Regions from separate parts of the Mus musculus genome. Here all the other regions are linked to region 1. The links are chromatin contacts, called in public HiChIP or PLAC-seq maps. All regions are on one chromosome and are shown on one strand. The core of a region is the stretch at or near the end of the contact, and the rest is flanking DNA. Distances in the headings are between cores, read along the strand shown. Region 1 holds the start of D630039A03Rik (RIKEN cDNA D630039A03 gene). Region 2 overlaps Pakap (paralemmin A kinase anchor protein). Region 3 overlaps Pakap (paralemmin A kinase anchor protein).

Evidence for each region. HiChIP or PLAC-seq counts read pairs in DNA pulled down with a chosen protein or histone mark.
Region 2: an H3K4me3 HiChIP or PLAC-seq map of the SCID.adh cell line shows a contact between it and region 1, with 14 read pairs. The contact joins the enhancer-like site here to the promoter of D630039A03Rik in region 1. A contact is called at or near these places in 2 of 15 datasets of contacts at CTCF or cohesin (CD8 T cells and the NIH/3T3 cell line), 12 of 484 Hi-C or Micro-C datasets (the AML12 cell line, B cells, adipose-derived mesenchymal stem cells and 6 more), 9 of 115 datasets of contacts at active chromatin or transcription factors (the SCID.adh cell line, embryonic stem cells, memory CD8 T cells and 2 more) and 3 of 9 other capture datasets (adipose tissue, liver and pancreatic islet).
Region 3: a contact with region 1 is called in an H3K4me3 HiChIP or PLAC-seq map of the SCID.adh cell line, with 16 read pairs. The contact joins the enhancer-like site here to the promoter of D630039A03Rik in region 1. A contact is called at or near these places in 4 of 15 datasets of contacts at CTCF or cohesin (CD8 T cells, the NIH/3T3 cell line, embryonic stem cells and 1 more), 17 of 484 Hi-C or Micro-C datasets (the C2C12 cell line, CD4 T cells, CD8 T cells and 7 more), 8 of 115 datasets of contacts at active chromatin or transcription factors (CD8 T cells, the SCID.adh cell line, embryonic stem cells and 2 more) and 3 of 9 other capture datasets (adipose tissue, embryonic stem cells and liver).

Annotation. Positions count from the first base shown.
Region 1 is chr4:57,914,846-57,917,625 of GRCm38.p6, forward strand. It overlaps D630039A03Rik (RIKEN cDNA D630039A03 gene), which reads right to left and starts at 1,419. Exons shown (of 2, transcript NM_178727.2): 1 at 752-1,419. The coding sequence starts at 950. It overlaps Gm42293 (a long non-coding RNA gene), which reads left to right and starts at 1,663. Exons shown (of 5, transcript XR_881308.3): 1 at 1,663-1,892; 2 at 2,710-2,780.
Region 2 is chr4:57,780,357-57,783,580 of GRCm38.p6, forward strand. The region is part of intron 7 of Pakap (paralemmin A kinase anchor protein); the gene reads left to right. Among named protein-coding and RNA genes, the nearest start is that of Gm35099, 26 kb to the left of the region's middle. Within about 2 kb of position 1,870, at least 207 of the 459 cell types and tissues checked have an H3K27ac peak or open chromatin away from gene starts, as enhancers often do. A contact at or near this core is called in the AML12 cell line, B cells, CD8 T cells and 10 more, where this site is marked.
Region 3 is chr4:57,734,346-57,737,506 of GRCm38.p6, forward strand. All of the region lies in intron 6 of Pakap (paralemmin A kinase anchor protein), which reads left to right. All of the region lies in intron 3 of Gm35099 (a long non-coding RNA gene), which reads right to left. Among named protein-coding and RNA genes, the nearest start is that of Gm35099, 20 kb to the right of the region's middle. Within about 2 kb of position 1,321, at least 50 of the 459 cell types and tissues checked have an H3K27ac peak or open chromatin away from gene starts, as enhancers often do. A contact at or near this core is called in the C2C12 cell line, the HL-1 cell line, the NIH/3T3 cell line and 2 more, where this site is marked.

The DNA.
Region 1 (2,780 bases), core at 169-2,668:
TGCACGTAGAAATGTTTTTGCCTGCATGTACATATGTGCACCACATGCATGCCTGGTGCCTGTGGAGTTCAGAAAAGGATTGGAACTGGAGCGAGAGGGTTGCAAGCCACCATGTAGGTGCTGGAATGGACCCCAGATCCTCTCTGCAAGAGCAACGCTGTGATCTTAACCACAGCCCCCCATCTTTTATCTTTCCACCGGCTTTGGTTTGGTTTAGTCTGGAGGGGGCATGGGGGAAGGTAAACTCAGGCTTTGTCCCAAGCCTGTGCAGAACCGCTCTGTGCTAAGGTGTGATACCTATCACTGTAGAATGTAGAACTCTTTGCCTGCTTGAGCCCTGAATCCTGACTCAGCCAGTTGCTCTAAAATTGGGACTCCCCATCTTTCTTCTGCAAAGCCATTCTCTCTGTTTTGCCTGTGGATCCAGTCAGGAGGCTGACTCTCCATCATCCTACTTAGCCTAGTAGGAGGGTGCCAAGACTGCTCACCTGACCAACCAGTCAAGCCAGATCAGAATTAGGGGAAAATAGACACGGAGACCAGGAACAGTGGCCGTTGGCCAAATGCTTGGCAGAGAGGCCTCTGTTCCTTTGGCTAAGAAACAGGCTGGGCACAGCCACCCTGATCAAGCTTCCGTGGCTCGGTGCTGACTGGGTCAGCAAACAGCTTTTTTCTTCCTCTCCGTGGACTTTCAGTCCCCCCGGTTCCACCCACAGAAGTTCCCCCCTCTGCAACACACGCCCAGCCCTACCTTTAGGGAACACCATTAGGTGGGCCTGGGTCCTCTGCTGTTTCCTCAGACCTTCATACTGGGCACGAAGAAACTGGATGTTTACAGGAGGCCCTTGACCTGGCGCCTGAGTCCTGGAACCCTCAGCCATTAAGCAGGTCCCCAGTTCCAAGAACTTGGGTAGAGCAGGGCACGGGCAGGCCAACCCTTTCATCCGCATCCGGGAGAAGAGCAAACACTGAGGGCTGAGGCAGGGGGAGGGGAGGAGAAAAGAAGTGTAGACGGTAGCGTGAAAGAAAGAGAAGAAGAACAGGGAGCAAGGAGAGAAGCTGGCAAGATACGGGGGGAGAGAGAAGGAGAAACGGAAGGGACAAGATCGGGGAGGTGGGGAGAGGAAGAGTGGGGAACAGTTAGTTCTTAACTAAAGAGGAGGATTCGGAGAGGGGCTGAAAAGGGGGCAGCGGAAAGACAAGGAGAGAATGGAGTGAGGAGCGGTTAAGAGCAGAGAGTGGGGTGGGCAGGAGGAGAAGGTGGGGAGGGTTGAAGAGCCACAGGTAGGAGTTGAGCGAGCGAGGGATCCAGCTCAGCTGCTGCGCTCTTTCTCAGTCCAGGGAGCTTTTATTCCAGACGGCTTCCTTGAGTGATGGTCAAGCTTAGAAAGCCGTTCCGAGGGCCACCGTGAGATTCCAGTTTCCTGGCAGAGCCGAGCTGGTCTGAGGAGTGCCAGGTGCCTGCTCAGTTCACAGATTTTGAACTTGACTTAGCAGGTCATCAAAACCTGCTGGCTTAATGAGCAACCACCACAAAAAAAAAGAAACAGCTTCTGCAACTTCAAAAGCTGGGGCTCCGATGTGTACAAGGTCACCCTAAGGTTTGAAGGCAGCCCCCAGCACACCTCTCAGATAAAAACTCCGGCATAAAGTCTGCCATAGAGACAGAGTCCAGGGTAGCCCTGGCTTCCCGCCAACCCCACCTCTTTGACATTTGAGCAGCCTTTGTGGTCTTGGCTTTTTCCAACTAAGTAACAAGTGGGTGTTTATTTTGCCCACAGCTACGTGCACCCTCACCCCCTTTTTGCCAGCCCTATCATTTCTGCGAATGGCAGACACTGCCTCTTCTTACACTAGCCGTGATCTATCCCTGCTCTGCTCTGCTTACTCAAGTAAGTGCGATTCTTTCTCCTAAGGCAATCCTTACCACTGGCCACTCTTGCAGAGCAATGGGTAGGGGATGGAGGAGGGTAAATCTTCAAAGAGTAGTCAAGGTAGTTCACTGGGGCTGCCATCACAAAGTCTCACAAACTGGGTGGTTTAAACATCAGACATTGTTCTATTTGTTTCAGAGACTATAAATCCAAGATCACGTGTGATCAGAGTCCGATCCTGTGGGAGAGTGTTCTATAAACCTTGACTAGCTCCTGCTGGCTTGCTTTTGCAGCCTGGTGGCCTTCATTTTTATGAAGGAATCACTTCACCTTTGTCTCGTTGTAATGTTCTCATGTTGAAATTTTCCCCTTTTATAAGGACACCAGTCACTGGATTAGTGCTTAGCCTGATAACCTCATCTTAATTTAACTAATTAAATTGGCAATAAACCTACTTCCTAGTAGGGCACATTGCAGGCTCCAGATTTAAGATGGCAGCAAGAGAACTGGAACTGAGCTGGTAAGATTTAGCTTTTGTTGGGTAGACCATGACAGTACCATTCAGGGAAACAGGAAGGAAGGGAGAGATGACCGGGGAGGAGCAACAGGGGACTAGTTTTAGATGTTATAGTTGGGGTGTCTTTGATCTTTCTGGCAGCAGGAGGGAGCCAGATGGTGCAGGGTGCTTTGTGGGGAAATCTCACTTGAAAATGCCATTCGTTTTGAAAAAGATAATTTGTTATTGGGAAGATTTTATTGTTAGGAATATATAGAATCAAGAAGTGATCCTAGATTGATCTCTGCCTTCCTCCCTCGCTCCCTCCCTTCCTTTCAGGAGTTATATGTACACATTTGTACGGATACACATGCCCATGTGTGTGTATGCATGTGTGCATGGAAGTCAAA
Region 2 (3,224 bases), core at 620-3,119, 130 kb before region 1:
AGCAAAACAAAACGGCATACTAGACAATCTCTAAATGCTAAGGGAAAGGCAGAATGAGAGTCAGGAAAGTCTGTTTGGTTTCAGACCCCGGGGACAAGGGACTGAAATATTTTTATATTTTACATACCAAGGCAGACCTGGCTTCCAGGTTCTCCCAGCATCCCTCAGTCCCTAACGGGCATACCCTGCCCCCAACCCTGAACTTTCCAGTCCAGGGGCTGGGCTGCTCTTCCCCCAGAGGCTCTTCCCTATATAATCCAGATGTTTTAGTCTCTCCTCTTCTCTACCCCCTTCTCTCTCCCTCCACTATCCTCCCTTCCCCCATGGTGACTTCCCTGGCCTTGGTCCTTGAGACCAGTCAAGAGCAGCTTCCCATTAATCCTGACTTTAATATAATCTAATCTGGTTTAAATTGGCTCTGTTCATCGGCAACGGAGAAGTAACCTATCCAATTCTCCCTGGAAGACTTTACGGGCTTCCCCAAGTCAGCGTTGGGGAAGTGTTCAAGCAGGAGAAAGCCCTTCTCAGAGGTGGTCTGGTTCCCTGGCCCGTAAGTGAAGACGCTTTTAGGGAAATCCCAGTCTGATTTCACTTCCCTAACCTGGGGAGGTCCCAGATTTCCAATACAAAGGAAGTTAGGGAAATGAAATCCGGCTGGGACTTGGACTTTTCTCCCGCTGTGTTTGTCATTCAAACAGATTTTAAGAAGTTGAGCCCCGGGCCTTGTGATTGTGGGCGGAGGAGGGGATGGCTAGGGCGAACTGGAAAAGCCCCAGGGACTATAAAGGAGTCAGACTTGGGAGGTTGTGGATCACCGGGAAAGCGCTTCCCTGGTGAACAGCTGAATCTGACTCCGCTTGATGTGATTTTTCCTCTGCAGAAAACTTGCCCTAAAGCTGAGTAAGACGCACAATAGCTTGCTTTTTGAAAATGCTGTTTTCTGTCTGGGCCATTTATGGGTATATTGGTGTCCTCTCTAAGGACTTCTAGACTGCTCGGTTTTCCAAAGGTCATTAACATTATTTAAATATTCATCGCGGGGGAGGGGACGACAGACTGAAATTTCAGACCTCTCTGAAATGAGGGATGGCTGGCCACCTGCCTAATGGAGTCAAACCCTGAGCCTCAGCTGCTCCCTTCCCCAACTCTGGCATTGTTAACAGACACGCTTTGACACCAGAAGCCACCGACCGACCGCTGCACAGCCACAGCAGCCTGAAAGATGTACAAACCAAAGATTTTCCAGAATATCTCTCTACCTGCATCTCAGCCTTTGGACCACATTAAACTCTTATTATAGCTAAGAAACACTTCCCAGCCAATCCCTCTATGTTCGCTCTAACCAAGGGCCAGTCAGGGCTTTCTCCCACACATACTTCCACACGCACTCATACACATACACACACACACACACACACACACACACACACACACACACACACACACATATATATATATATATATATATATATATATATATATATATATATATATATGTATATATATATATATATATGTATATACATGCGGCAACGCCTTCACAGACACCCACCCATGCACTAACTCAGACACGCGGCGCCCTCCCCAGTTAGGAAACATTCTCTTGCCACCTCTCCCATCACTTCGGTTTCTCCATTCATTCATGCAGGCATACATACATACATGCATTCATTCACCATTTCTTAGGGCTCATGTTCTGTTCCAGCTACCAAGAGGAGGTATGGGTGGATGGGGAGGAGCAATGAAAACGGAGGGCGGACCACCGGCCTGGAGTGGGGCGGGCCCGGATGGGTGGGCGGGGCTCCCGGGTGCCAGGCGAGCCCAGAGGCTGCTGCTCTTGGCAGATGCGCTGGCCCCAGGTTGGGGCTGTGCCGCGCCTTTCCCTGGACGTTGGGAGCAGCAGGCGGCAGCCGCACCACGCTGGAGCGGAGCCGGAGTACTGCGCCCTCGGAACTGGCGCCTAGAGGTGGGTGTTCAAGTTGGGGCGTGGCGGTTCGGAACTCGGGCTAGAGCGCTCTCCGGCACTGGGAAAAGGTGGATTGTGAGGGTCTTCAAGTCTGTGTCTAGTGGATCCTGTCTGGGAAGCTATTCGAGCTAGAAAGGTCCTTATGCCTTTGAATTTTTTAGGTTTAGGGCATGGCCGGGCTTATTCAATACTTACATATGCTTTAAAAAATAAACAGCCCCACCTTCCGCCGAGATATACAGGAAAAACGGTGAAATCAAATGTGGCTGTGCAAAAGAGCCAGTAGAGGTAGACGAAGCCACCGAGGTCAGTTAGCCAAAAACTCCTGCCTGCTGGGGTGGCAGTGCTGGCGGCATCTTTAGAAGTCTATAGCTTTGCAAGGAAACTGAGGCCTAGGGTGCTCAGCCGGAGCACTTTTGGACTGGAGTCTAGGCTGCTGAACTTCTTAGCTGATGGAGGAAGCAACGGTTCTGAAGGTCAGGAAGGTTGGAGGGTGGGGGCTCGAGGTGAGCAGGATCGTCTGTCCTGAGGCTCGGCATTGAGGAGTTCGAACTGGGGTTTCATCTCCAGTGAAGCCCGGTTGAGAATCTGCGAATACTTTGAGGGGAATTTTAGGAGCAGGTCGCAGAGGAAAGTGCCACCTTTAAAGTCCGTAGAGGAGGCACGCTGGCAAAGATAAGAGCGGAGAGACTCTGGCAGCCCTGGGAAATTCTAGAGAAAGCCAGTGGATTAGAAGAGACCGAAACGAAGCCCGTGAGAACGGGAACCCTCACTGGAGAGCAGTGGCGCAGGTGGCCGGATGAGAGCGGGTGAGGGTCGGAGCAGCCAGTGATGAGCCAACCGGGCTGGGCTAGCAGCTGGGTCGCCGAGCTACACAGCACAGATGAACACACTACTACTCACTAGGCCCGACAATCCATCATCCCAAGCATGTGTGAAAAGGATGACAGTGGGTTCTCTCCTCAGACCCGGTAGCGTTTGTCCCCAGAGATTGCATACTGGGGACTTTGACAAATCAGCACCTTCCCCCGTGTCCATTCCAAGCCCAGTGGCTATAATCCAGCAAATTTACTACTGGCGTTTGCCTTTGAAAAATTGATTTTATGTGCCGTATTGTATCTTTTGAGTCCATGAACAAGTTTTACTTCTCTCTGGAAGCTCTTTTTGTCTCAGCGCGTGCTCACAGGCGCCTGGAGGCTGAAGAGATATATATGCTATGCACCTGCCATCAACACGCCTGGGGAACCGGCTTGCCTTT
Region 3 (3,161 bases), core at 71-2,570, 180 kb before region 1:
GTGTCACTGGGAACAGGGTGAGGTTGCAAAAGATTTTTCTTGCCATTTCCAGAGCTCCCCCTCTCATTTCTGCTTGTGGTTTTGAGATGTGAGCTCTGAGCTCCCAGCTGTTCCTGCCAGCACACCTCTGCTCTGATAGTATGACCGCTAAGCCTCTGCTCTAATAGTATGGCGCTAAACCTCTACTCTAACAGTATGGCCACTAAACCTCTGCTCTAACAGTATGGCCGCTAAGCCTCTGAACAGTATGCTGAATCAGATGCTTTCTTTTATAAATTGACTTGATCGTGGTAGTTTATCACAGCAATAGAAAATGGTAACTAATATAAATGTTCAGGTTCAGGTTCAGATTCAGTGAGAGACTCTGCCTCAAGGTAGTAAGGTGATTCTGATAGAACAGGACATCCAACATGGGTATTTATAGAGAGATGCATACACACATAAACACACACACTCACACACACATACATTCACACATTCAAAGACAGTCACACATACACACACATCATACACACACACATACACTCATACAAATATACACACATACTTTCACACACATTCACACACCTGCACACATTCACACTCTCACACACACCTACACTCTCACATGCATACACACATTCACACACTCACATATCATACACGCACCACATACACATATACTCATATACAAACTCACAGCACACACACTCACATATGTGCACCCACTCTCACACTCACACACACTCTTTTACACAGACAAACACACATACACTCTCATACATGTGCACACTCTCACAAACACACATACTATACAGTCCACATGTGCTCACACACACTCATACACACACACACACACACACACACACACACACACACACACACAGAGTTTTTTTAGGAACAACCCCAAGGCGTATTTATTGAAATTAAGTTAACCTAATGTCGACTCCAACTTTTATTGGGCCTGAGTTGATCTGGCCTCTTTCTGCTTTCTGTTTGCATGGACTTCAACAGTCTGCCCCCAGCTGTGCTTTTGCAGAAGTGGGCAGCCTGATGCCCCTGCTCCACCATCTCACTTCTAGGCTACATGTGCCCTCCAGATTACTCAGACCGCAAGTATTGATGGAAGGGAGATGTAGAATGACCGTGTGCTTCCTCGTGATTTCCTGGATCCAGAAGGAGCCCGAGCATATGTCTGTCAGGAGTCTTTGGGTTGCAAGACACAAAACCAAATTTGAACTGGTCTGGAAAAAAAATGGGTGTTTATTAACTCACACAGCCTGATGACAGGAAGGGCAAAGGGCCAGCTGGGCACTATGACTAACCAGAGCTTGAGCGTGACTAACCAGGGATTCCAGATTCCAGAGCCATCCTGCTGACCCCTTGCCTCTCTCTTTGGTCAACACCCTTTCAGGCAAGCTCTTTCCACTGCTGGGGACATGACTGTCTTTAACTCCCAATGTCTCCATTTTCAGTTCACAATAAGGACAAGGTGACCCAGTTCTGGAGTTTAGAAGAAGGGCCCTTGAGTGGCCATCAAGGGGGCCCAGAGCCACTCAGATGGCCACCCAGGCCCGCGCTGGAATGTGGCGGGAAGGTAGTGGATCTTAGCTTTTCCCCAAATCATAACATTGGAGTTAAGAAGCATTTACCAGAAAACCCTAGAGGTGAGTGGGTGAGTGAACGGACGGGTGCTTGTCTTTCAGCGATGGATGGAGTAGACAGAGAAGGGAGAAGAGGGTAGCCCCATCCTTCCCAGCGCCACAGTCTAGAGATGAGTCTGGGATGTGCTGAGGAAGCCAGCTGTAATCAGAAGAAATGACTGGGATATCAAATACCCTGACAGGCCAGGCTCATCTATTCAGTAGCCTGCCTGAGCTCAGTAAACATACTGGATTGGAAAGGTCTCTGTGTCACCAGTTGACCCACTGCTTCCAGAGATAGAATGAGAGATGCTCTTTGAGAGGTAGCATCTATGTCTCAGCTAGTTCCTACCCCACCTTAATGATGTGGCTACCAAGGCTCTCTTCCTACACTAGCTCAGCCCTCCCGAGTCTGAGGCATTCCACCTTCAAAGATGAGTCTTTTTTCCTTTTAAAGATTTATTTATTTCATGTATGTGGGTACACTGTTGCTGTCTTCAGAAACACTAGAAGAGGGCATCAGATCCCCATCACAGATGGTTGTAAACCATCATGTGGTTGCTAGGAATTGAACTCAGGACCTCTGGAGGAGCAGTCAGTGCTCTTAACCGCTCAACCATCTCTCCAGCCCTCTAAGGAGAATCTTATTGGAAGTCGTTGGTCTCCCCTGTTGCCTTCTGAACCTTTGAGTAGAGATGTGGTTTCCATCTCTCTAAGTCATCTTCTTCTTTGCTTTTCTTGGAATTCCCCCTTGTGATTCCTTGGCCATCGTCTTGATGAAGTGGTGTGCATCTGTATATAAGAACTCAGGATAGCACACATTCTTTAGTCCCAGCACTCAGGAGGCAGAGGCAGGACGATAGCTGTAAAGTCAAAGCCAGCCTGATCTAAAGAATGAGCTCCAGGGACAGCCAGGGCTACACTGTGAGACCCTGTCTAAAAAGAACGAGAGAGAGAGAGAGACAGAGACAGAGACAGAGACAGAGACAGAGAGAGACAGAGAGAGACAGAGAGAGACAGAGAGAGAGAGAGGGAGAGAGAGAGAGAGAGAAACTCTTCATATTTCATTTGCATCTGAGGCTCGGGAGGGCTGGAGAGCTCACCTGAAGCCCGTGCTACACCAGCTTAAGTTGCACGCGGTGAGTTCAGACCTGCATGGACTTGGGCTCCAAAAGCTCCAGTTTCTTACAAGCACAGGCCTTCTCCCTGGATCACTTGTTAAAATGTAGGCTCTGAGGTCTGGGAATGGAACTCAGTGCTAGAGTACTTGCCGGGCAGCTATGAGGCTCTGATTTCATCTCCAGCACCATGTTTGAGAAGGAAAGTCCCACTCGCCAGGCAGGAGCTCTGGCTGCCTGATTACAGGGCACTGGTGCTGCCTGTACAGAGCAATTGCTCTAATTGGCGATTTCCAGCCCTATCATTTTGCCATGCTAGGTGTTTTCCCGAACATTATGCCGTCTGAGGGGAAGACTCTCACTGGGGTTAAGGGCCTAGTTTCTAATGCTATCTATAGTGCCTGAGGACGAGTCCCGAGCA